Linked DNA regions of Mus musculus: all the other regions are linked to region 1. A link is a contact called in public HiChIP or PLAC-seq, Micro-C, capture Hi-C and promoter capture Hi-C data. All regions are on one chromosome and are shown on one strand. The core of a region is the stretch at or near the end of the contact, and the rest is flanking DNA. Distances in the headings are between cores, read along the strand shown. Region 1 holds the start of Gdap1 (ganglioside-induced differentiation-associated-protein 1). Region 2 has its middle 200 kb from the start of Gm16070. Region 3 holds the start of Stau2 (staufen double-stranded RNA binding protein 2). Region 4 holds the start of Crispld1 (cysteine-rich secretory protein LCCL domain containing 1). Region 5 overlaps Gm16070 (predicted gene 16070). Region 6 holds the start of Ube2w (ubiquitin-conjugating enzyme E2W (putative)).

The links. Promoter capture Hi-C pulls out the DNA fragments that hold promoters and counts their contacts. A called contact is a pair of places that touch in the nucleus more often than the background predicts. HiChIP or PLAC-seq counts read pairs in DNA pulled down with a chosen protein or histone mark. Capture Hi-C pulls out chosen DNA fragments and counts their contacts.
Region 2: an H3K27ac HiChIP or PLAC-seq map of epiblast stem cells shows a contact between it and region 1, with 6 times the contacts expected there. The contact joins the enhancer-like site here to the promoter of Gdap1 in region 1. A contact is called at or near these places in 12 of 39 promoter capture datasets (the 3T3-L1 cell line, the SN4741 cell line, embryonic stem cells and 7 more), 2 of 115 datasets of contacts at active chromatin or transcription factors (embryonic stem cells and epiblast stem cells) and 1 of 9 other capture datasets (adipose tissue).
Region 3: a Micro-C map of embryonic stem cells shows a contact between it and region 1, with 3 times the contacts expected there. The contact joins the promoter of Stau2 here to the promoter of Gdap1 in region 1. A contact is called at or near these places in 6 of 39 promoter capture datasets (cranial neural crest, embryonic stem cells, frontonasal cranial neural crest and 2 more), 1 of 484 Hi-C or Micro-C datasets (embryonic stem cells) and 1 of 9 other capture datasets (embryonic stem cells).
Region 4: a contact with region 1 is called in a capture Hi-C map of embryonic stem cells, with 7 times the contacts expected there. The contact joins the promoter of Crispld1 here to the promoter of Gdap1 in region 1. A contact is called at or near these places in 16 of 39 promoter capture datasets (the 3T3-L1 cell line, 3T3-L1-derived adipocytes, cranial neural crest and 9 more), 1 of 484 Hi-C or Micro-C datasets (embryonic stem cells) and 1 of 9 other capture datasets (embryonic stem cells).
Region 5: a promoter capture Hi-C map of embryonic stem cells shows a contact between it and region 1, with 5 times the contacts expected there. The contact joins the enhancer-like site here to the promoter of Gdap1 in region 1. A contact is called at or near these places in 12 of 39 promoter capture datasets (the 3T3-L1 cell line, the HPC-7 cell line, HPC-7-derived erythroid cells and 7 more) and 1 of 9 other capture datasets (adipose tissue).
Region 6: a promoter capture Hi-C map of embryonic stem cells shows a contact between it and region 1, with 5 times the contacts expected there. The contact joins the promoter of Ube2w here to the promoter of Gdap1 in region 1. A contact is called at or near these places in 6 of 39 promoter capture datasets (embryonic stem cells, hippocampal neurons, maxillary cranial neural crest and 1 more), 1 of 484 Hi-C or Micro-C datasets (rod photoreceptor), 3 of 115 datasets of contacts at active chromatin or transcription factors (embryonic forebrain, forebrain and stem cell-derived neural progenitor cells) and 1 of 9 other capture datasets (adipose tissue).

The regions. Positions count from the first base shown.
Region 1 is chr1:17,143,281-17,147,360 of GRCm38.p6, reverse strand. It overlaps Gdap1 (ganglioside-induced differentiation-associated-protein 1), which reads right to left and starts at 1,988. Exons shown (of 6, transcript NM_010267.3): 1 at 1,773-1,988; 2 at 233-425. The coding sequence starts at 1,889.
Region 2 is chr1:17,930,115-17,934,194 of GRCm38.p6, reverse strand. No RefSeq gene overlaps it. Among named protein-coding and RNA genes, the nearest start is that of Gm16070, 200 kb to the right of the region's middle. Within about 2 kb of position 1,919, at least 12 of the 459 cell types and tissues checked have an H3K27ac peak or open chromatin away from gene starts, as enhancers often do. A contact at or near this core is called in embryonic stem cells, epiblast stem cells and stem cell-derived epiblast-like cells, where this site is marked.
Region 3 is chr1:16,517,106-16,521,185 of GRCm38.p6, reverse strand. Stau2 (staufen double-stranded RNA binding protein 2) reads left to right here and starts at 1,884. Exons shown (of 14, transcript NM_025303.3): 1 at 1,884-2,013.
Region 4 is chr1:17,725,635-17,729,714 of GRCm38.p6, reverse strand. Crispld1 (cysteine-rich secretory protein LCCL domain containing 1) reads right to left here and starts at 2,298. Exons shown (of 15, transcript NM_031402.2): 1 at 1,952-2,298; 2 at 801-1,121. The coding sequence starts at 1,058. It overlaps Gm16070 (predicted gene 16070), which reads left to right and starts at 2,069. Exons shown (of 7, transcript NR_130314.1): 1 at 2,069-2,616.
Region 5 is chr1:17,684,943-17,689,022 of GRCm38.p6, reverse strand. The region is part of intron 6 of Gm16070 (predicted gene 16070); the gene reads left to right. Among named protein-coding and RNA genes, the nearest start is that of Crispld1, 40 kb to the left of the region's middle. Within about 2 kb of position 1,817, at least 7 of the 459 cell types and tissues checked have an H3K27ac peak or open chromatin away from gene starts, as enhancers often do. A contact at or near this core is called in embryonic stem cells and stem cell-derived epiblast-like cells, where this site is marked.
Region 6 is chr1:16,616,953-16,621,032 of GRCm38.p6, reverse strand. It overlaps Ube2w (ubiquitin-conjugating enzyme E2W (putative)), which reads left to right and starts at 1,742. Exons shown (of 6, transcript NM_025773.4): 1 at 1,742-1,796. The coding sequence starts at 1,782.

The DNA.
Region 1 (4,080 bases), core at 739-3,238:
AATTTGAAAGTTTGATATTAACATTGCAACTCCGCTTGAGATTCTTTCAAACATTTGCACTGGCTGATTTGAATTTTGGCCTACATTTGTGTGCTTATGGAAATGGAAAAGGTTTTTAAATCACTAAACCAGCATAATAAAATAGAGAGAGAGAAAGCGGGGAAGAGGGAGAGAGAATGGGGGTGTCTACATTGAAAATAAACCAAGAAATTACAAATAGCCTTAGCATTACCATCCAGGAAAGTCTGCTCAAGATAATCAATGATCTGAGTGGCCTCACAGATTATGTTCTCCCCGTGGACAAGGACCGGTACTTCTCCAGCTGAGTTCAAGCGCATAAACCAAGGCTCATTGTGCTCACTCAGGGGCAGACTTACATCGTGTTCCTCGCACTTCAGTGCCTTTTCAGCAATTACCAAGCGCACCTGCAAGAGTGCACAGGGGTTACTGCTGTTCTCACCTTCCCTGGATACAGCTAAACAACCCTAGCTGCCTTCCTGAGCCAGAAGTACTTTACAAGTTCACTGCACGAAGTCTGTTCCTAGAAGGAATAAATAAGTATTCTGGCAGCTTACTGACAGCATTACAGAAGAAAATAACAGGGATGAAAATTATTTTGTCTTCATTACAGTTGTTCTTTCCTCATCACCACTGTGATCTTTGTGCCTTAAACCAAACTATGTGTTCTCCCCGGATGTACAGGACTGAAGAGCTGGCATAGCAGTTAAGGCAGTGGTTCTCAACCTGAGGGTCAATCGAACCTTTCACAGGAAGCACATATCAAATGTCCTACATATTAGATATTTACATTACAATTCATAACAGCAGCAAATTTACAGTTATGCATAGCAATGAAAATAATTTTATGGTTGTGTTCCCCCACAACATGAGGAAGTATATTAAAGGGTTGAAGCACTAGGAAGACTGGGAACCACTGGTTTGAAAAAATGTACTGCTCTTGACCCCCTGCATCCACCCTGGGTGATTCACAGGGCGTGTAACTCCAGCTCTAGGGAATCCAAAAGAGAACCACCTTAAGTACAAATATATGTTTGCACCTTTGATAAAGAATGCAAATTTGGGAATATAAAAGCATTTTCATTCCCTTGGTGAGAGGTGGTGCCTTTATATGAATTTGTCTTGCCCCCACACCGCATACCCCTTAAATGCTAGGCATTACCAAACCTTGGGCCTGCTAGACAAGGACTCTGTCTCTGAGTTTAAACACCTAACTTCTTTCTTTCCTTATCTATCTATCTATCTATCTATCTATCTATCTATCTATCTATCTATTTTTAAGGAAGAGCCTGTCATGGTGAACCAAGACTGCAATCCCAAAAGTAGAGGAGTGGAGATAAAAAGGTTCCCATGAATTCAAGCCAACTTGGTCTACAGGTCAGGTTGTTTGGGCAGGGTTGCACCTTGAGACCCTGTCTCAAAACTATAATTTACTTATTTTCTTTCTTTCCTTCCTTCTTTCTGGGGGTTAGGAGTAAAGTAGATCAAGGGGTTGCAGGAAGGAACCCCTTCTCTCACTTTCCAGGACAAAACCTCTAGGCCAAATGCGGAACGCGACGCTTCTTAGTGGCGCTTCCTGAGTGGCAGTACCTGAGTCACTGCCTTCCCGAATCATCTCATTTCCGCTGGTGCACTTAGTGCACCCCAGTTCTGAATGCACCCCCGGGGTCCGGCCGCTTGGAGGCCCACAAGGCACGCCCGGGGAGCTGTCCTGGTGCTGAAACCGAGTGCAGCCCTTGACTACAGGCCGTTACCTTTTGAGAGCTGAAGGAGTGCGTCCAGTGGTACAGAATGAGGTGGACCTCCTTGTCCGGCGGGCCTTCAACCCTCAGGGGCACACCGGCCCGCGCCTCGTCCTGCCTCCGAGCCATTTCGCATGAAAGGACTCAGGCAGCTTTATGGGTTGGCCTGCTCTCTGCAGACACTTGCTGCAGCAAGCATCCTTGGTTTCTCAAGGCCCCCTGTTGCGTAAAGGACTTCCTCTACGGTCGAACTGGCTTCTGGGAAATGTAGTTTCTCCCCAAGGATGCTGTGCTGCCTAGTCGGCTGAGGCCCTTAAGAGATCATCTGTGAGATGTAATGGGATGACTTTTAGGTAGAGAAATTTTCTAAAATATGACTGTCTGGCTTTTAAGGCAAGGAAAAATGATAACAGCAAATAATACTCCTGGGCCTTGGACGTTGCTTGGGCATAAAAGCACCAGTTTCACAAGACATTCAGGGTTTTTACTTAGGTGGGAGAGTTCTAGAGAGCAAAGAAATAAAATTAAGTATCAATTAATTTTCATTAGAATATATTACAATGGAATACAAAGTATGTATTTTACAAATAAATCAACAATGGTAATGTAAAAGTGCCTATTGATTAAGTGTGAATGTTCATATCAGAAATACCTGAGATCATGTCCTGCTGTTTTCATTTTTGAAATAGAGATTATTTTATTTAATCTGTAAGCTTTTTGTGAGAACTGAGTAGATAAATAAGACAGTAAACGAAATGGCAATACTACTCACAAGGCCTTAAAAATAGTGTCTTTATGGGTCTGGAGAGATGAGTTGGTGGTTAGGAGCTCTTCCAAAGGTCCTAAGTTAAATTTCCAGCAACCACATGGCAGCTCAGATTGTCTGACGTCCCGTTCTGGAGTGCAGATGCACATAAAGACTAATCAGGTAGGATTTGGAAATAATATACATATAAGGAAAAAGAGGAAGACATTCATTCACACTGACATCGGCATCATGTGACCAAGACATGATCTGACCAAAGACTCACTGTGGACAGGGTTGCCAAGGATTAGTGCCATGACAAAGCTGCTCTATAACAAAGGGGTTCTATGACCAGTATGTGGAAGTCAGGCAAATGCAAATGCGAACTAGAGAGCACTCTTCTTAAGAATTTTTATCTTGATTTTCTATTCAGGGGGTCTCTCAGAAGGGGGCCGCACAGGAGATCACGGGCCTCAGAAGCAACAGAGCTTCTTGGACAGGATCATTTTGGGCCTTCATCCTCAGCCAGTAGGAAGAGCTGACCCTCAGTCCTCTGTGTACCTTCCCCACAAAAGAAGGGCTTGCCTACAGCAAGGGCCCAGCCCTTGGAATTCAGGTGTGATCGACATTTTTTATCTGGGGTCCATCTGAGGGAGGTCCATGCAGGAGAGCACACAGGCCACAGAAGCAACAGACCTTCTTGGACAAGGTACCTTCGTGCCTTCATCCAGCAAGTCTTGGATAGCCCTACACACCAAAAACAGCAAGATTCGGATGTAAAATCATATCTCATGATTCTGGTAGAGGATTTTAAGAAGGACATTAATAACTCACTTAAAGAAATACCATGGGCATACCATTGCATACACTAGCAAGATTTTATCGAAAGGACCCAGATGTAGCTGTCTCTTGTGAGACTATGCCGGGGCCTAGCAAACACAGAAGTGGATGCTCACAGTCAGCTAATGGATGGATCACAGGGCTCCCAATGGAGGAGCTAGAGAAAGTACCCAAGGAGCTAAAGGGATCTGCAACCCTATAGGTGGAACAACATTATGAACTAACCAGTACCCCAGAGCTCTTGACTCTAGCTGCATATGTATCAAAAGATGGCCTAGTCGGCCATCACTGGAAAGAGAGGCCCATTGGACACACAAACTTTATATGCCCCAGAACAGGGGAACGCCAGGGCCAAAAAGGGGGAGTGGGGGGGGTAGGGGAGTGGGGGTGGGTGGGTATGGGGGACTTTTGGTATAGCATTGGAAATGTAAATGAGCTAAATACCTAATAAAAATGGAAAAAAAAAAAAGAAATACACTGCTAAACATGTAAAAGTCCTTAAAGAGGAAACACAAAAATCCCCAAAAGAATTACAGGAAAACACAACAAAACAGGTGAAGGAATTGAAAAAAAATCATCCAAGATCTAAAAATAGAAGTAGAAACAATAAAGAAAAGCCACAGGGAGACAAATCTGGAGATAGAAATCCTAGGAAAGAAATCAGGAGCCATAGATGTGAGCAACAGAATACAAGAGATGGAAGAGAGACACTCAGGTGCAGAAGAATCCATAGAA
Region 2 (4,080 bases), core at 670-3,169, 790 kb before region 1:
GTAGGAAGGGGCTGCAATCAAGGTGTAGAGTGAATAAAGAGGGAAAGGAAGAAAGCTTCTAGCAGAAAAATATGTATAGATGAATGCAAAAATCAAATTTGATGGCAAAATGCTTTCAAGTTTGAGATACAGTCCTTCTAATGTAATGATTCTCAACCTGTGGGTCAAACTCCACATAGGGGTTACTGTGTCAGATATCTTGCATTTCAGACATTTACATTACGAATCATAACAGTAGCAAGATTATAGCTAGGATGTAGAAACAAAATTACTGAATGTGTGGGGGTCACCACAACATGAGGAACAATAAAGTATTGCAGCATTTAGGAAGATTGAGAGTCATTGTTAATGTATAACTGCATCTGGTTTTGGGTATGTTTTATAAAATTGACAAGAACTTAATATTTTATTATTCTAGTAGATATCATATTATAATTTACATTATAAATATGGTAAGGCAATTTCTGCATGGAGAGATTCCTTTTAGATAATCTACTTATTTTTCTATAATTATTGCTCAAATACATTGTTCAAGCAAAACCAGTACTATATGGAAACAAGAATCATTCCTCTGCAAGATGTTCTATACATATATTTGAAAGTAAAATGTTAATTGGCATATTTTATCTGTATACAAAAGTCAGTGATATCCCTTCCATTATGAAGAACTACAGAAAAGTTCAAGAGAATGTGGAGAATATGAACAGAATTTCTCAGTCCTGCCACATGTGCCTGGCACCTAGATCTGTTTTATGAATTCCTATTACTGAAGGCCCTTAGGAATCTGGGAACCCCTGATTCCTAAACAATATATATATATATATATACATATATATATATATATATATATATATATATAAACAATACCTGCCAGTCTGCAAAAATAAATTTATATGAAGAGAAGGACCTCTGTGGGAAGAGTCCCAAAATGAAATAGAAAAATCTAGCAAAACCATTGAGGTGTGAGGTAGGTAGCACATATATACGGACTGTAGCAGAAAGCTGCATAGATATAGGCCATTTAGATGAGTATTTGAATAACACAAAGATCAACTAAATTGTGTGATTATATCAGAGGTACACAACCTTTCCACCAGGAATCATGTGACAAGTATTTTAGGTTTCACAAGCCAAAATGGAGGCACACTCACACACACACACACACACTAATGCAAGTACCCTTCAAAAGGAAAAGTTCCAAAAATTGAATTTGGGAGCTTAAGGTCACACTCTGCAGAATCTGTAGAAACTATTTGATTTCTTTGCCTTAGCCCCAAAATTCTAATTTAACAGATGAGACTTTAATATTAACCTTAATTTTCATAGATACATAAAACAAATTTTCCCAAACAAAAAAATGTAACTGTTAATCAACTGGTATCTTACTAAAACACATTTGTAAGTCAGCAGGCCTTTGGGTCTGAAATCATTTGTTCTAACAAACTCCAACTTCTAGTCCACTAAGAAGTAAAAGGAACTGCTATGCCCACTCCAGTGAAGTCTGCCTGTTGGGGTCAAAAGGCCTAGAGGCAGTCATGAGGCAAAGAGTTTCAAGGAAACAGCCTCCTGCAACCTTGGCATTCTCGTAGCCCATATACTCAAACCCTATCCTGCATTAGTATGGTGTATGCTCTCTTTCAGTATTGTTTCATTATGAGTGCCTTTAAAGATTGAATTTTCACACAGGTGTGCCTCCACCAGTGTTCCAACATCCTAGAAAATCCTTGAAGCCGGAAGAGCTTGGAATTCAGTAGGAATTCAGTGAGGATGTTACCTATTCAGTAACATTCAAATTTACTTCTGGTAGAGACAGTGAAACTAATTAGGCATTACAAAGAGCGGAGCTAGAATAGCTCAGGGCTAGTCTGCAGAGTGATTACTTAGGACAGCAACTGAGTCTCACCCAAACAAGGGAATACACAATGGCCTAGCAAATAGGTGGGTTAACCATGAAAGAGTTAGCGAATCCCCCTGAGACAAGTTTCTTCACTAGGCCCAAAGCAACTGCATAATCAGGCATTTACTAAGAACCCCTGGTGGTGGGCTTAACAATAGACTAGCATTACACCTGGCTCCCTTCTTAGTGGTAAACAGCAGCCTGGTTCCAATGTTGTATACATTCCTTTTATTTTGTGTCACTGTAACTTGGTGGATGTGTCCTGCCTGGCTTTTCTTGTTTTTTCTTCTGTATAAAAAAGTCTGGTATTTATTTGGACATTACATTGACTCAACACACACTCTCATGTTGTGTCTTGTCTGTCTGTCACTCACTGACTCCTTCGCCCATCTGCAACCAGAGACCCATTCCGCACAGATAGAAGACCCCAAATGAGGTCCTTCTGTGGCAAGGAACAGTGAGGCTCTAGAGGACTCAAACACAGTCAAGAACACTGACCTAAACATGAGGATAAAAGCAAGGAGTGTGTATGGCTAGTGCAGCCTCCCTTCACCAGTGATCACAGCATCTTGCTGTGAAAGAGCTCCAGTAAGTTTCACCACCTCACTTAACTTCCAGCCTCAAGCTGCTATGAATGACTGGCATTGTAGTTAGATCCCTCTCCTCTAGGAGTTATAATCCTTGCTAGCTGGTCTATAATTCTCAGTGTGGTTGTTCCCTCTCTAACTATGTGTGAGCTGAGATAAACAAATGTATAAATGTGTTTGGGAAAAATAATTGAGACCCTGAGAAGTTCCAGTCTGAAGCTTCCAGGCATCAAAACTGATGGAATTTTTCTCTCTGGCTTAAAATTTGGAAATATCCAAGTTCTCTAGAAGGTAGTTTATTTTTAACAATACAAAATATGATTTTTATTTGCTGACTCATTTTGTTGTTTTATTGGTATTACTCAGTTTTCAAATTAAGATCTCTGATGTTTTGATTTTGAAAAAACAAAATAAAACAAAACAATAAAAATCAAGGAAACATAGATATAGTTCAATTGGTAGTGATAGTTTCACATTCATGATTGCCCAGATTAAATTTTTACACAGACACACACACACACACACACACACACACACACAGAGAGAGAGAGAGAGAGAGAGAGAGAGAGAGACAGACAGACAGACAGACAGACAGAGACAGAGACAGAGAGAGAGAGAGAAAGACTTTACATAAAATAGAACTACTTGATTTCTATTTTTTTCTTTGTTGTTTTGAGACCTTCAGATGCATAATGAATCAACATCACTGTTGCCTCTCCCACTCCCTCCAACCTGTCCAGTATCCAACAACCCTCTCTTCAAAGAGGTTTACCTCTTCTAAATTATTATTGTTTTACACACACACACACACACACACACACACACACACACACACACACACACAGGCACATACAGACACAAACACATAAAGAGACAGAAACAAACAGACACAAATTCTCTCTATCTCTCTCCCCCCTCTCTTACCTCTCTCTGTCTCCTGAATCCACTTAGCAGTGCTTATACATACAAATGTCCAGAGCTAACTTTTAAAAAATAAAATATTTTTATAGCCAAGACATTTGGCTTACCCAGCAAAGCATGGTGAAAAGAAATTCAGTTTTCCCCCCACTTTTAAGTCATGCATGCTAGAACATCCCTGAAGAGGCGAGTATAGCATATGAGATTAGTACGTCTTTTAACATTCATCAGAGAAGCTTCTTTTTGCAGTAGGCAGTGGATAATACAGAGACCCACAACTGGTCAATGTACAGTTAATAACTTACTAAATAACTGCCCTAAATAACACATGTATATCATCCCCATCAAACACACCCAAGACTCAGGTATGGAAATTTTGTAAAGACAGAGGTGGTAAGTAACTACAGGAAAAACAGTGTTTTCCTGACATAACACAGCAGTTATACATGTACACTCGTGCACTTTGTGACACCACACACAAGACTTGAATGAACTCACACAAGATGAAACCCCAACCTGAAGAGGAAATGTGACCACCTGGTCTTACCCTTAGCTGAGGGGGTATTGGCAATGATAGTTGCTGAGAGAAACAGAGTGATTTTTCTTTATGCTCCAGTGGTCACACACTCAAAAATTTGAGGGCAGCATAAATTGCTCTTGATTTTTAAAAGGAGTAAG
Region 3 (4,080 bases), core at 635-3,134, 630 kb after region 1:
CAGAGATGAATGAGATGGAGCCAGCCCCACAACAATGCAGTGTTTGGCAGAAGAAGACAGGCGAGAAAACAAACAATATAATAGACTTGCAATGTCACAGAAGAGGGCATCAAGAGAAGAGTGTGGTCTGCTGGAAGGAATTAGCTTCCCCAGGAGGTATTTTCTGACAGCTTTTTTTTTTACATTTTTTCATAATCTGTTCATTGAGTGAAGAGAGAATAGATTGAAGGCAGAGCGAACGAACTTGTGGAAAGAACAGCCATGGAAGGCTTGTTTCCCTGATGTGAAGGGCCTGTAGTCGTTTGTATCACTGAACACCTGAATGAGGCCCAAGTAGCTAGAAACCATTAATTAAGGGGTGGTCCCCATTTAAGAAGGAATCCACATATTTGAGAAAACTAGTGGAAGTGAAAAGTGAGAAAGGCACACGGGAAACATGAGAGACAAACGAAGTGCTTGCCTACACTGTATCACCGGAAACTACGATGTCAGGCTCTAGCTAGAGAGCTTTACAGGTATCTCGCCTATACATACAGTATCACGTTTTTGTCTCTTTAAAAATTGTAAATCAGTGTATAAGGTAATAGATCCACAAATACTGCCTCATTTGTAGAGTTGGTTTTAAAATATGACTGAAATCACAGGGCTCACAGACATATCCCAGGCAGACAAGCCATACCAAGGAAACCCCAGGAAGAATAATGCCAGTCAGAATACACTAATAGTTCTATTTCTAGACTTCTTTTTCATATGATTTTTGGTGCCACTTATTTAAAATCCATTGGTCTTAACTAGGCTGACGTTATCTGGCCATACCTAACCCATATCTAAACCAGGACAAAAGAACAAGTAATTTGAGTTTTTTAGCACTCTTCAAAAACCAAGGATCTAGGACAGTGTTTTAAGACGATCCTCATTTTTGGCTCTAAAGATTTTTTTTTTTTTGGTACGGGCACACAACTTTAATATATTTATTATTCATTTTTTCCTGATGAATGATGTGGGCCGTGGAGCAGGTGATGGGGGCTCGCTTGCGCTGCTTGCTACCCTCCTCCCCTTTCTTCCTCCTCCAGTCTAGAAAGGTGCAGGATCCGCCGAATCCTACGTCGCACCGCAGTGGAACGGACGCGGGATGGTCGCGCGTCCCCAGCTAGGCAGAGGCGGGCAGTCAGCGAGCCGGGAAAGGTAGGAGCAGAGCGTCGGGGACAGGCTGCTAGAGAGCCCAGGGGCAGCGGGTGCGGGAGAGGCTGAGCCGCCGGTGCTGGAGCACCTTCGCAGTTGCGGGCCGGGCGCCCTCAGCGTGCTCCTGCAGCAGCTCCCGGGACGGGCCCCGGCGCGGCCCGAGACCCCAGGCCTAAGCCCCGCAGCGCCCCGGGATGCGGGGGTCCCAGAAGCCGCCAGGGGGCGGGAACGGCGCGGCGAACAATGGCCGCTCGACCGCGAAGGGAGGCGGGGAGAGGTGGAGAGAGAGAGAGAGAGAGAGAGAGAGAGAGAGAGAGAGAGAGAGAGAGAGAGAGAGAGAGAGAGAGAGAGAGAGAGAGAGAGAGAGAGAGAGAGAGAGAGAGAGAGAGACAGAGAGACAGAGAGAGACACAGAGACACAGAGACACAGAGACACAGAGAGAGAGACAGAGACACAGAGAGAGAGACAGACAGACAGAGAGACACAGAGAGAGGAGAGAGAGAGACAGAGAAAGAGAGGGGGGAGAGACACAGAGAGAGAGAGACAGACAGAGAGAGGAGAGAGACAGAGAAAGAAAGGGGAGAGAGACAGAGAGACAGAGCGAGCTGGAGAGAGAGAGCGCGAGAGAGAGCTGGCGCGGGGGCGCGCGGCGTGGCGCGGGCGCGGCGGCGCAGGCGGGGGCGCGCGGCGCGGGCCCGGGAGGGCGCGGCGGGAGCGCAGGGCGGCAGGCGGAGGCGGGGGGCGGGAGCCGAGGAGGGAGCAGGCGGCGTCGGCGGAGCTCTGGAGCGCTCGCCCATGTGGAGCCGTCTGCCGGGCGTCCGTGGCCCGCAGGTAAATCCTGGTGCGAGCGGCGCCGCCAGGCCTGACTTCCGCCGGCGGGTTCCGAGGCAGAGCGCCGGGAGCCAGCAGGGCCGTCTCTCGCGGCCTCGCTCCCGCGCCGCCCTCGGCCGCCCTGGGGGAGGGGAGGGGGGGCGTGTGCCGCGGCGAGCCGTACAGGTGTCCGCAGGGGCAGGGCGGGGCGGGGGCGCCGGGCGCGACGGCGGGGGGCGCGGAGGTCACCCGGGCCTTGCAGGGGCGTGGGGGCGGCGGGGCCGGGGCGATGGCGGTGGCTATTTCTGTATAATGGGCAAGTGGCGAAGACGTAACTCGCCGAAATGGGGAAGGGAGGTGGGGCAGAGGGGACAAAATATAGCCCTATGACAGGCAAGTTCCGCCGAGCCTCCTGCGAACTAGGACCGTGACGGCTCGGCTTAAAGGAGTAGTTGGAGGTAGTGACCTTGCCCGGGCGTGGGGAGTTGGGTGAAACACAAAGCTTGGCCGCAGAATCTACCGTGAGGACCGGGTCTCTGTAGGGTGGGGGACCGGGCAGAGTGACGGGCCAGTTTCGCAGAGGCAGTCAAGGCGATTGAACTAGGAGACCTGGGTAGGGGGTGGGAATGGGAGTCTGGTTGGGCGCGTGCGCTGAGGGGTGGGGGTGGGGGCCAAGTCTGGAAGTCCTTGCAATTATTTAGGTACAACATTTTGCAGTATGAGCAGATTTCATTATTATCTCCTATTTCCCCCCCCCCCCGCCACAAAAAAGCTTAGAAGTACTTGAGTGGAGATGGACCATCCAATAGGTATGAATGCACTAAGCAATTTAAAAGGGACCAAATCTCACAGAAATCGTACAGATGATCCTTAAATGTATTACAGTAACCAAAAATCTGTTATCCAGTGTTAGGGAACTTTCTTAATACAAATAGAACTTGGATTCTGATGTATTCTTGTGTTTTCTGAGGGCTAACACTTGAAATAGAGAAGGTGTTGGGCAGGCAAAAAGATAGTAACACTGTCAAATGTTCAGTAGAATGTTTCTTCCCCATCCTTTCTAAGTCGATTCAACTTACTGTCATGAATAGAACTATAGAGGAAAGGCACAAGTCAAGAAAAAAGAAAAAACTAAGACCTGACTATTTTTTTTTAACAAAGCAGGTCTTTGTGTCTTATTTTACTGAAAAACCTAAATATCATATGATTGTGGATCTGTTGCAGGCCTGTATTAAGTGTGCATATCTGTAATGCCCAACTGCATGCATGGTTTATGTGGCCACTGTCAGTGTTGGGCACCTGTCTCAAGGTATGGCATGGCAGTAGTTTATGAAATCTACTCCAAAGTGATGTCTAGTTGTGATTTGTTGCTCATGTGTAGTATATTCACAAATTACTGTGTTTCCTTAAGAAACAGTGTTTTGTATTCAAGTAGGTAAATTTCTAGTAGCATATATTTTTTAACTTCCCGTTGGATACAATTTCAGCTTTCAGTAAAGTCAGAATAAGAACAATACAAAGAACAGTCTATTCCTCTACCCAGATTCACCTGTTATCATGATGCCCATTTATCATTTACTCAGCCACACACACAGACCCCCTGTGCTGTTTGTGGGTAAGACAGATATGTTATAGCCCTTTGCTTCTGGATACTTCAGCATGGAAAAGGTTGAAGTTTGTATTTTTACCTTACTTGACTTACCTGGAATGAAGCTCTAGGGAAGACCGACTTTCTACAAAATAACAAAAATAGGTAGGGCTGTCTTGATGGCCCATTGGGTAAAGTCATTCGTTGCCAAGCCTGTACACGACTGTGGAGGTCATAGGACAACTTGTGTGAGTCCACTGTTATCTTCTAACTTGTGAGTCCTGGGGATCAAACTCAGGTCCTCAGGTTTGGTGGCACATGCCTAGGAGTTTAAGGACAGCAGAAACTATGCAGTAAACTGTGTGGGGGCTCTGGGATGGAGCACCTGCAAGCTGTCCTCTGACCTCCACATTCCCTCTGTGGCATTTTCATGTCCCACTCATATATGCACACACAGACACACGCGCACACACATTAAAAACTATAACTGATAGTGACAG
Region 4 (4,080 bases), core at 1,049-3,548, 580 kb before region 1:
ATATGTAAGGTATGCAAATAATTTTAAAGAACTAATTTTGTGTCCCAAACCTGTTGATTTATACGAGGTAATTAAGGACAAAATGATCCTGTTATATTTACACTTTGAAGATTACAAACAATAAATTGGCTAAAGCATTTAAACATAAAATAGGTATAAAGTGGTTTTCATATTTGCAAGAAATAAAGGTCTACTGGGGGCATACATGTGTGCCAACAATTCAGAACTCTTCACTAAGTCTTGGTCTGAGTTGTGTAGCTCCACTATTTATAGGAAGGTCCTAAGAGGCCCTAGAGCATAATCTTTCTACTAAGTAGATTGAAAGTTAACACAGGAGCTGGCCAGATGGCTCAGCCAATAAAGACAAAACCTGAGGTTCAAAGTTGATGACCTGAGTTCATGTGCTAAAAGAGAGAATGACTGCTGAAAGTTGGCCTCTCCACCTCTTCATCATGGCATGTGACCCCCCCCCCCTACACAAAAGAATTAAATGTAAAAAGAGGCATTTAAAGTCGATACAGTAACTATTTAGGAAAGGGGTGACCTACCTTTAAAGCAGAGTTTAGAATACTTAGGAACAGTGGATCTGAAGGTACTTAAGTTTACACTGAAATTGAAAGAGCTCTTAACAACAGAAACATGAACAGATAGTGTGCAGATAAGGATATACTTGAAGAAAATGTTAAAAATTAAAGCAGAATGAGTGGGAAAAGATTAAAGAACAGCATGAATGAGTTTATCTATGCTGCCCTAGGCACCAAGAACATTTCTTTGATATACACCACGTGAACATGTCTTACCATATACTCCATATTAGAAGCTGTTGGGTACACCTGACTTCTCAGTTTATTATGGAGATCCAAGATGCTCTGCATATCATTGTCTGTGATGGCTCTTTTCCCTCTTTGCTTAGCTGTCCACCATTCACCATCCTCATCCATGTATTTTTCCAAAAGTTTCTCCAGCAAAGTGGCATTAGGAACCACCATAGCTGGAACTGCTCTAGCCACAAATAGCAGTGCGGTCACTCTGAGCCACTCCTGTGCCTTACACATCATAATGAATGGCCTCTGGGTTTCCCCGGGGAAAATCTCCAAGACAGGCTCTTCCACTCCTTGTGGCTATAAGACATGTCACACGATTCAGATGAAATTATTTTATGATAGCAAACCCCAACACATAAGCACTCCGGTTTTGAAAATACGTTTTCTATCACCTCCATTTTTCCATAAAGAACTTTTACAATGTGCTGTTGACACAAAATATTTTTCCAAGCTAACCACTAAGCCAAAAGTCGAGGGCAAAAGGAGCCGGGGAAGCTCAAGGCTTGAGAATAATTTCTGAATTACAAGGTTTTAAATGACATACCTTACAATGAGTACTATTTATATAGTGTTTTATTTTTGTCTGGAAGCTTTTACATTCTGCAGAAACTTTCAAGTTTTCTATTTAATTTGCTTTGTTTTATTTTTATTTTTAAAGGCACAATATCCCAGCATTTCATCTCTGGTTCATAGCTATTCATACACGACTCATGCCTGTATTGCTGGTACCTGGAGATGGCCCCGAGGTTCACTGCAAATGAATGGCTCAGGCCCCTGGAGCAACTTTTTTTTTTTCACCCATGTGCAGATGGAAAAATCAATCTTATTCCCATATTCCGGCAAAATTTGTGCCCAACATGTGAATTTAACCCTACCAAGCGCTCTCCTGGAGAACTTCAGAGTATGTCCCTCACATACAACAGGAGGCCAAGGTTCACTTGAACCCTGCGGGGAGGGCGTCCCCAGGACAAGGTGAAATGAAGAGTTCCTGCCCTGCAACCCATCTACCCTTTCTTGGCCAGACCTTTCTCTACAAGTCAGTTTTTCCTAGATGATGTTTCCAAACAGGGAACCAGGAAAACCTGGCAGCTGGACCACTCTGGATGCAGCTTGTGCATCGCCCTTACCTCTCCAGTGTGATGTTCCCCGGAGAGCGGAGCCTGGCAGAACTGCTTGTCTCTGCAGCTGCTCCTTGCCTTGACTCTGCCCTTCACAGAGGCGACAAGGACCAGGCCACCACGGGAGTCAGAGTGAGGAGCTGGCTGACCCCTGGGGACGCGAGCCCCTAGCTCTGCGACTCAAAGCAAACCTGGGAGGAGCAGTGGGCACGGGCTTCAAAGTTAGCAAAGTGCCCCTGAAAGCAGCTCTCAGAGTTGGGCTCCCGGTGTTCCAGAGATCTAGGGTGAGGTGGGACAAAGGAAAAACTCCCCGGGGACCTCCTGCTTCAGCTTGCAGAGCCCTGGCGCCAGGCGCTTCCGCCGCTCCTCAGCACTCGGCATTTATTGAGGTGCCTGCACAGGCACGTGATGCCAGAGCCCTCCTTTACCACCCCCACCTCCACCTCCACCCAGTTCTGGCCTGTGGGAGTCGACTTGCAGCAAGCCAGGATCTTTTGTGGGCGTGCACTGTGCCTTTGTGAGTGGAGGACGGCAAGGTCTGGACCCTGGGGGAAGAGAGCCTCTAGCTTCTCCCACCTCTCTCAGATCAAACACCCTCCCCCTAAGATTCTCTCTGATGGGATGCTGAAATTACTTACAGTCTGGTTGCAAAGGAGCTAGCCCCAGAACTTGAGGTAAGTGGGCATGGAGGTACGCTAAGAACTTCCAGTCTTGTACACACAAAAGGAAATCTAGGGGGTGGGATAAAAAGAGAAACAGGTTTTTTTATTTTTTTCTAATGGATCCCCATTGGTCTCTAGTTTCTAGAAGGAAGAAGTCTTTCTTTGGCTACTAAAGCTTAATGAGGACCAGATGGAGAAAGACTTTCAGAAGACTATTGAAGTGGATATTGCCTGACAGTTGAGACATGTCAGGAAACATGCGGTGTTGGCTTCTGAAAAAGGATCACCAGCATTTGGCATTTGTGAAAATAAGAAGAGTCCTTTAAACAATATATCATTGATAGACTGTCAGAATCTCAAAATTCAGTCCCAGGACAGATACCTGTTTTGCATCCTAGAGTAGGAATTTACTAATTGTAAACTCAAAAAGTATTGCCCTACTGAGTGTGGTGCAGTTTGTACAAGCACACTTTGTTTTGAAGTGGATTATCTAATTCCCCTGCCTTTGCATCGGCTCCTTTGAGAGTCCTCACCTCAAATTTCTGTCTCTATATCTGGAATGTCTCAAAGACCAAATCAGATTGTTCCAACCATTACCTGTCTCTTTCCATTATCCAGCTGCTCTTCTGTAGTCAGACCCCAAAGTCCCTGGTGACATGAATCTTTGTTTCCTAGAATAGCAAAGAATGGGAAGCAGACATATCAGAAAGAGAGCCACACTGAACATTCTCAGGTATAGAGTCACAAGGTTTTTCTTTAGCGTTGTACACACAGAATAGATGCAAATTTGTAGTTTGGGAATATTAATTCATAATTAGTGTCCCTAGCATTCAGGAAATAGGGCTTTTACATCTAAAACAGTCCAGTTTCTGATAAAGGACAGGTGATATAGTAATAGTATAGTATAGTAAAGATGGAGATCATGTCTACATGGAACACTTTATGTGTCATTGAAAAATCATAGAGAGAATTGAGTTAAATCTGTTAAAAGTGATTGCATATTTTTGAAATATTTGAAGAGGAACTTAAATAAAGATGATAAGAAATTTGGTAAGGCAATTATCACATTTAATATAAGAATGGCCTAAATATTCATCATATTAAGCATAAGCCTTCAATAATCTTGCATTTCCAATTTACTATATAAGCTTTTCTTTGATACAGTTCATGTTTTTATTTATTATTGCAACGTCTATTTGTCAACAGAAAGGCACAACTTATCCACATCAAATGAATGTCAAAATGGCACTTTGGTTTATGACTGAAGCAGTCCCTTGTAAAGCCATGGCAGGTTGTGGCATTTCTACTCTATTGTGGCAGATACTGCTGTGTACTTGGCCAACACATAATCTCCCACATCTTTGTTCCATCTGAAACTGTAGCGTCTGGTTTTACATGGGGTCCCCACCTTCTCATCAGCAGCAACCTTAGGAAGTGACTGGTGCTTATTCTAAGCAACGTTGAAAATAGATCCCT
Region 5 (4,080 bases), core at 568-3,067, 540 kb before region 1:
ATCATTAACTCCTTTTTTTAAGGTTATTTTATTTATTCACATTTCAAATGTTATCCTATTTCCTGGTTTCGCCTCCACAAACCCCCTGTCCCATCCTCTCCCCCATGCTTCTATTAAGAACCTCCCCTGTCCACCCACCCAAACCTGCCTCACTGCCCTAGCATTCTTTTCTTGATGGTTTAGTCCCTGGGAGTTTGGGGGTGGGGGGTCTGGTTGATATTGTTGTTCTTCTTCTTATGGGGTTACAAACCCCTTCAACTCCTTCAGTCTTACCCCTAACTCTTCCATAGTGTTCCCAGTGCTCAGTTCTATGGTTGGCTGTGTGCATCCCCATCTGTTTTACTCAGCTGCTGGAAGAAAGTCTCAGGAAACAGTCTACCAAGCTCCAGTCAGCAAACACTTCTTGGCATCCTCAGTAGTGTCTGAGGTTGGTGTCTGCAGATGGGATGGATCCCTAAGTGGGGCAGTCTCCCGATGACTTTTCCTTCAGACTCTGCTCCACTCTTTGTCCCTGTATTTCCTTTAGAAGGGCTGTTTATAAATACAGTAGATGTATTTTTCATGGTATACATGCATGCATAAATTTACAGAAAATAAAAAAGCAGGCATAGAAGCAGTTTTAACAACTTACCTTTTGGATAATGATTATCAACTTTACCTAAAAAGATTGGTATACAATAGGCCAAATATCAATATTCTGCAATAACCAATTTAATTGCTGTTTGAAACAAGGAACAGATGTCTTATCAGGTTTTTAAGATTTTTTTTTCAAAAATATCTTCATGATTTTATCTTACAATTCTTTATTAACACCACAACAAATTCATAAAAGGATGTTAAAACTTTACTTGAAGATGAAGAAAGATGTTTTCACGTTAATGCTCTCTTTTGCCAAAGAATTGTTGTGGGCACAGTGAATAAGAGTAACTAGAATACACTGCTAATATTTGATTACTATTGATTACAATTGATAACAATTGATTACAAAAGCTTCCTCTACTTTCTGCAAAGCTTTTTGTTTTTCACCAATTAATTTGTATCTCCCTTAATAACATTCAACAAAGGCTTAAGTCCTCCTGTGGTGAGCTTAAGGTGAGGTCTTAGCCAATTAACACCTGGAAGCCTTTAAAAACAATTTGAAGTACACAAATCATCTTTTCTTTCTTGAATTTTCTGTGCCACAATTTTTTAGGATATAACCGAGGCCCTAAGTATTAAAAAGATATTGCCCCTGAATCTTTTCTGGAGCAACAGCTACTCCCCAAAACTTTATCACTAGTTGTTTAAGAGGAAAGATTTGTAATAAACTTCCCTTCCCTTCAGAGGCATTAGCTAATAAAATACTTTCCATATAAGAAACAATACACACTGAAAGATTCAAAGTCCTAGCTTCTTGTATTGAAGCAGAGACAAAAAAAGAAAAAAAGAAAAAGAAAAAACAAACAAACAAACAAACACCAAAAAACTTTCTTACATAATGTAAGGCTATTAGCCATACCAAGAGGCAAAACTTTCTAATGAACACAAGCTCACTAAAAGCAAACCCTTTACAATTATCAGGATGTAAAGGAAAAAAACAATCTTCCAAATCCATAATAATTCTATATGGAGTAGGCAGGCGAGATTGTAATGCTCTTAGAAGTTCCACAACCTCACTGAACTTTCATAAATCTTAAGATTAAAGTTTATTTTGAACAACCCCTGGATAGATCTGTAATAGTGTTGTTTTGGCTTAAAATAAGTCCCCAAAGGCAAGGAGAGTCAAGGTCCCAAAAACTTCTAAAAGGCAAGGTTTGCAAAACAAAAGAAACACCACACAAGCTTCACTGAGGCTGCTTTGAGCTTTGCATTAACTCAAATGTAAATAGTTCTTAATCTGAGCATACTGACTGAGTCCTGGCCCAAAGATTATCTCTCCTGCAGTGAGGACAGATTCCAGGGGACCAATTCGACTGTCTATGCCTCCAATTTTTGGACAGTCTTTCTTAAGATGATTTGTGCTTAAAACATTCCTTATAACCTTAGTGCTGTGAAAGCATTGCTTGTACTCCAGTCCTCTGCAAGGCAGCAACCCTAGCCAAACTCATTGTACGAGGGTCCAATTTCTGCACAAAGATGAATATATCCAGATAAGTCTGGCTTTGCTTTGTATTCCCGAATTGCTGCTGTAAGCTACATTAGCGCTCTCATAAGATGATTACTTTTGTAGTCATCCTAATTACAATATATGGGTGAGTTAAAAATCCTAAACTTGAGATCAAACTGCAAACTGCAGTCAGTGGAACACTGGCAATTTTAACTATAATTTTTTTAAGTTTCTTTTGCAATATTAAGGTATAACCACAATTTTTGGAGAGCAAAACCCAATTTTAAACAATTTATTCTCTTTAAAATCAATACAAAAATCATCACTTTCATGTTATGAAGTTTGGCTGCCAATTCGTTTATATGAATACATGACAGTGCAACTTTTAATGCTTCATTAAAGAAACATTGTTTTAAATCTTATCCTTTATAAGTTTCTAGAATAAGAATTACATAAAATATTATCCCAATTTAGAAGTATCTTTAGAGGTCTAGTTTCCTGGGCAGGTTCATTCCACCTGTTGCTGTTTAGAATGACTCCAACCCTGAGTTTCCAGTTTTAAGCTAACTTTCTTGTTACCAATGTTACACCTTTTTAATCATACTCAATAACTTATAAGTTAATAGTCTAAGACCAAGACATGCAGAGCATATTTACACCTTTAAGACCAATCGGAAACCAAATGAAGCAGCTACATGAATCATATAAATTTAGACCAATCAAAAAGTTTTTACCTGGAGTCTCGCCCAACACCCGCAAGGGCCCACACAGGATTCCCCACGGGATCCTAAAACCTCTGGTGAGTGGAACACAGCCCCTGCCCCAATCCAATCGCGCAGAACCTGAGACTGCGGTAAATAGGGAAGCGGACCACCCAGGCCTGACCTGGGGCACAAGCCCCTTGCACTCCACTCGAGCCCCGAGGTACCTTGCCAGCAGAGGCGCCCGACACCTGCAAGGGCCCACACAGGATTCCCCACGGGATCCTAAGACCTCTGGTGAGTGGAACACAGCCCCTGCCCCAATCCAATCGCGCAGAACCTGAGACTGCGGTACATAGGGAAGCAGACTACCCGGGCCTGACCTGGGGCACAAGCCCCTTCCGCTCCACTCGAGCCCCGAGATACCTTGCCAGCGGAGTTGCCCGACACCCTCAGTGGCCCACACAGGATTCCCCACGGGATCCTAAGACCTCTAGTGAGTGGAACACAACTCCTGCCAGGAGTCCAGTTCGAACACCAGATATCTGGGTACCTTCCCTGCAAGAAGAGAGCTTGCCTGCAGAGAATACTCTGCCCACTCAAACTAAGGAGACAGCTACCCTCCCAGACTGCTTATAGAGGCTAACAGAGTCACCTGAAGAACAAGCTCTTAAAAGAGACAACTATAACAGCTAGCTTCAGAGATAACCAGATGGCTAAAGGCAAACGTAAGTCTCCTACTAACAGAAATCAAGACCACTCACCATCATCAGAACTCAGCACTCCCACCTCACCTAGTCCTGGGCACTCCAACACAACCGAAAATCTAGACCCAGATTTAAAAACATTTCTCATGATGATGATAGAGGACATCAAGAAGGACTTTCATAAGTCACTTAAAGAATTACAGGAGAGCACTGCTAAAGAGTTACAGGCCCTTAAAGAAAAGCAGGAAAACACAACCAAACAGGTAGAAGTCCTTAAAGAAAAACAGGAAAACACATCCAAACAGGTGATGGAAATGAACAAAACCATACTAGAACTAAAAAGGGAAGTAGACACAATAAAGAAAACCCAAAGTGAGGCAACGCTGGAGATAGAAAACCTAGGAAAGAGATCTGGAACCATAGATGCGAGCATCAGCAACAGAATACAAGAAATGGAAGAGAGAATCTCAGGTGCAGAAGATTCCATAGAGAACATCGACACAACAGTCAAAGAAAATACAAAATGCAAAAGGATCCTAACTCAAAACATCCAGGAAATCCAGGACACAATGAGAAGACCAAACCT
Region 6 (4,080 bases), core at 493-2,992, 530 kb after region 1:
TATGTATTAATTAAAGAATAAAGACGATAGGTAGTTATGAGCTGCTTAGAATTTCCTAGGATGTGACTTTGCCTCCCGTGAAGATCCCTTGGACACCTGTGAGGTGGAAACCTGACATTAGTTCTACTGTAAGCAACACCAAGGTGTAATTGCTTTTCTTCCTTCTGAGTACCTTGTCTAGTAGGCCATTTACTTTGATGAGGTCATAATGCCATGTTTGTAGAGTCTCCTTTGTCATTTACACCTTTGAGAAGAATCAACTTTTAAAACAACATGAACATTAGCTGGTACATTACAGCCTGAGATCACAGGGACAAAGATCTCTGGAAGGCCTGGTGGAGACTCTTTCCTGTAAGCGTACCTCATCACTGGGCTATGTGGGCACTTTGTTCCATGTTGTGATGGTAACGACATACCTGAACTGATAGCGGATATGCTTCTGGTTGAGTCCTGTACTCCAAGTCATGCAAACCCCATGGAAAAGTTCCTCCATGGTGAAGAGAAACCGTCTTGAATATTACACCACAGAAAAACTGGCAGATTTAGACATCTTTTCCTCTCTTGAACACATTTCCTTACGGATGTTCTCAGAGGAACATCGTGCTCTAGCTTAAGTGTGAGAGTGATAACCTACATCACCATTATATTTATATTTTAGAGAAATGTCTAAAAATGAAGCCAAGTCAATAAAAATAAAGATTTAAACTTTCATCCGGGTAAAGTAAAAGCCTTCTACTCAACATGCCATCCTCTCTGATTCCTTTAGAGACAGGACATGAGGTGCAAGCTTTTGGCTTCCATTTTTCGTTTGGTATTTAAGTAAACGACATCTTTGGTTCCGGAGGAGCTTTAAAAATGTGACTTCTGATAAATGCTGGCAGAACTGGTGCATTCCTAGAATAAATTCTGTATGCTCAGCGATTTCTACTCAAGCTCACTCATAGGTCGTCTGATCATGCAACTGCCCACCACAGAATAGGGTGAAGAGAAATCTAGGCATGGCAGAAGGTTTAAGTATTAAGTATTAAGTATTAAATTACGTAAACTATATTCATTATATTGAGATTTCACGGCTAGAGTCAAATTGTTAATCAAAAGTAAGACTGATGTAACAACGACTCTTATGGTATACCTGGACTTTACAATTTAGAGGGTTAGGGAACTAGAAAATTGCACACAAAAGGGAACTCCATTATTCACCCTCCTTCCCTTTCCAGCACGTTTCAAATCCAATTGTTCTTGCTTTTAAGATCACTGCTCTCAGTTTTCATTCTGTCCTATAGGGAAACCTGTGACTCTCTGCCCCTCAAAGTAGAAGCTTCCTAGGTCTGCAAATACCAGAAAGCATCTCCAGGCGAAGTTGTATCTGCCTCAGGAGCGAAAACACGGTAGGTGTAAAAAAGACATATGAAGGGGGTGGGCTGTAAATCTTACACTTGTAGCTGGAAAAACAAAATGAGATCCCCTCCCTGCCAAATGCCCGGACAGCATTGTGACCTCGGCATAACGCTTCAGTCCGACCTGGAGCAGCGCCTCCGCCAGCACTGAGGGTGGGCCCGCGTATAAATTGGCTGGGATGCAAGGTACCTAGGGAGCCCGGCCTGGCCCCGCCCCGCCCCGCCCCGGGCACCCGCGCGCTAGCCAATCGGACACGCGGGCCCCTTCCCATCGGCGACTCCACCCCCGTGCCCGGGATGTTGGGCCCCCGCGGCGTGACGCGAGCACGGCGGCTCCGCCCCCTGCGTCTCGGGCCTCGCTGGCCTTGGGGGGATGGTTTCATCATGGCGTCAATGCAGGTGAGCGGAGCTGCTGCAGCGGGGAGGGCGAGGGGGCCATCGAGACGAGGTGAGCGTCTGCGCGGGGTCGGCGTCCGAGACCTCTGGGCCTGGCTCCGGGCGACCTTCCCTGACCTCGGGGCGTCGGGGGATCGCCTGGCGGCGAGCCGAGCGGGGGTGTCGGCCGGTGGCCGCGGACAGTAGCGGCCGCGAAGTTGTGGCATAAAGGCGGCTTAGGGGGAAGAAAGGGCGAAGTTCGTCGTGCGCTTCGCGGTGGGGGCTCCGCTCCGCGCCCCTACGCGAGGATGCCTGCCGCTCGGCTCCCTGGCCACCGCCGGGATGCTTTTCCCCTCGCGCTCCCCAGCGGGGTGGAAACAGCTGTGCCCGCCGCCGTCACCCGCGGTCGGGGCGGCCGGAGACCGGCAGAGCCCCTCGCCGAGGACGGCCGCCTGCCCACGGCGCTCCGCGGCCTCTGCCCGGCCTCCCACGCGCAGCCTCGGATCGCCGGACTCATGCTCGTTCTTCTCTGATCTTCATCCGGTGCCCGGTGGGTGCCTCCTTCTATCAGCCCGCACTCTGGGCATTCCCTGGCAGCCCACGTCTCTTCTTCGAAGCCGCCCTTCGTCCCTGTCCCCAGCGTCCTGTGCTACCACAACGTGCGAGCTCGTGGGCCTGCTCCTCGGCCTCGATAGAAACTCGCCCTCTTAAATTTTTTTTTCTTGCGATGCCCCACCCTTGCGGGATTGGTAAGGCCGTGGCTCCTTTGCCTTTCTTTCCCAGACCTTTAAAACCTTAGTTTGGTAGGAGACGCCTGTTAACCTGTGCTCTGTCAGACTTGAAGGTGTTTTTTGTAGCTTCCAACTTAATGTATTCCCCCCCCCCCTTGCAAATCCAATAAAAGAAAAAATTTTCAGGCAAAGATGGCAACCACAATTGTAGTTTCTAGAGATTGCATTATCTATAGCCGGCATTTAATTTGCAGATAGGGCTAGCGGTGTTAAAGCACATAGGAAGAGAGAGTAGAACTCTTGTAGCGTGTCAGCGGAACGCTTTTTGGAGTTTTAACATCATCCTCGAGTAACATCCGCATTTTCCTTAGAATTTTTGGTTTTTGTTTCTAGAAGAATAAGCAAGATCTCGTTGTTGGCGCTTCTCTGCTAGCAATGGTTTGCATTCTTACGCATTTCCCTCCTTCCCCTGTATCTTCCTTCAATCAGCTTTCCTTATGGTATTCTTTTTGCATTTGCTTGTACTTTTGGCCTTTCCTGCAGTAGCATTCTTAGGTGAAGAGGTGTCACGAAATGGTGCAGTGAAACAAGAACAATTTCAGGAAACGTTATACTTTACTAGTCTCCCCAGAGACGTTAGAGAAGTTTCATCATTTGAGGCCAAAAAAGGAACTGTGGAACATCAGTTGACAGCAGATGGGCTATATGATTGCTTTAAGATTTTTATCTGTATTAAGACATTATTTGTTACTAACACTTGACGGTGATCTGTCTTAAGATACAGGCATTATTTAAGACTAAAAATGAAGATTAAAATCCACACTGGGATTGTATCTGGCATGAGAGCTGGTTAGCTTTTATACTTAGTTTTTGGAAAAGGCAGATTTGTTTGTAAGAGATTGCTATTTTTGGAATTTACTTTGTCTTCAGCAGTGGGGGAAAGTGCTTTTTATGCCTGTTTCTATGCCTCAGGCAGTGCTGTGGAAGAGTAGCAGCGTCTTTCTTTTGTTGGATTAGAGTGGGAACGGATCCTTTCTGTTCTAAAGTTAAATCTTGACCTTTTATATGTATCTCTTTTAAAGTATCTGATCATTTTTCCTGGAAATAGTAGCATTTTGACACAGATTTATTTCTTATTTCTTAATTGTGTATGTTATCTCTGGGTGGGTATGTGGGTATGAAAGTACCTGTGTAGGCCACACCTGCTCTGGATCTGAGTTACAGGTGCTTGCCAGGTATTGGCTATGGGTGCTGGGAATCAAACCAGGGTCTTCTCAAGAGTAGTTCTTTCTCTTAACTTCTGAACTGGCTCTCAGCTCAATAGCAGAATCACTCTTTGGTGTGGTTTTCATTTGGTATCTTTGCTCAAAGTTTATTTCCTGACCATCTTTACAGCAGAAGTTAACTCTTTTCAAAATAACTTAACATAACACTATAAGTGATCAAATGTGTTCATTAATTCATCTTACCCTAGGGGATATTGTTTTTGCTAAAGAAAAGGTTACTTAAGCTGCTGTATTTTAAAAACATGCATACATATGTAATGTGGGGTTTGATTACTTGGTAACAATGAAATA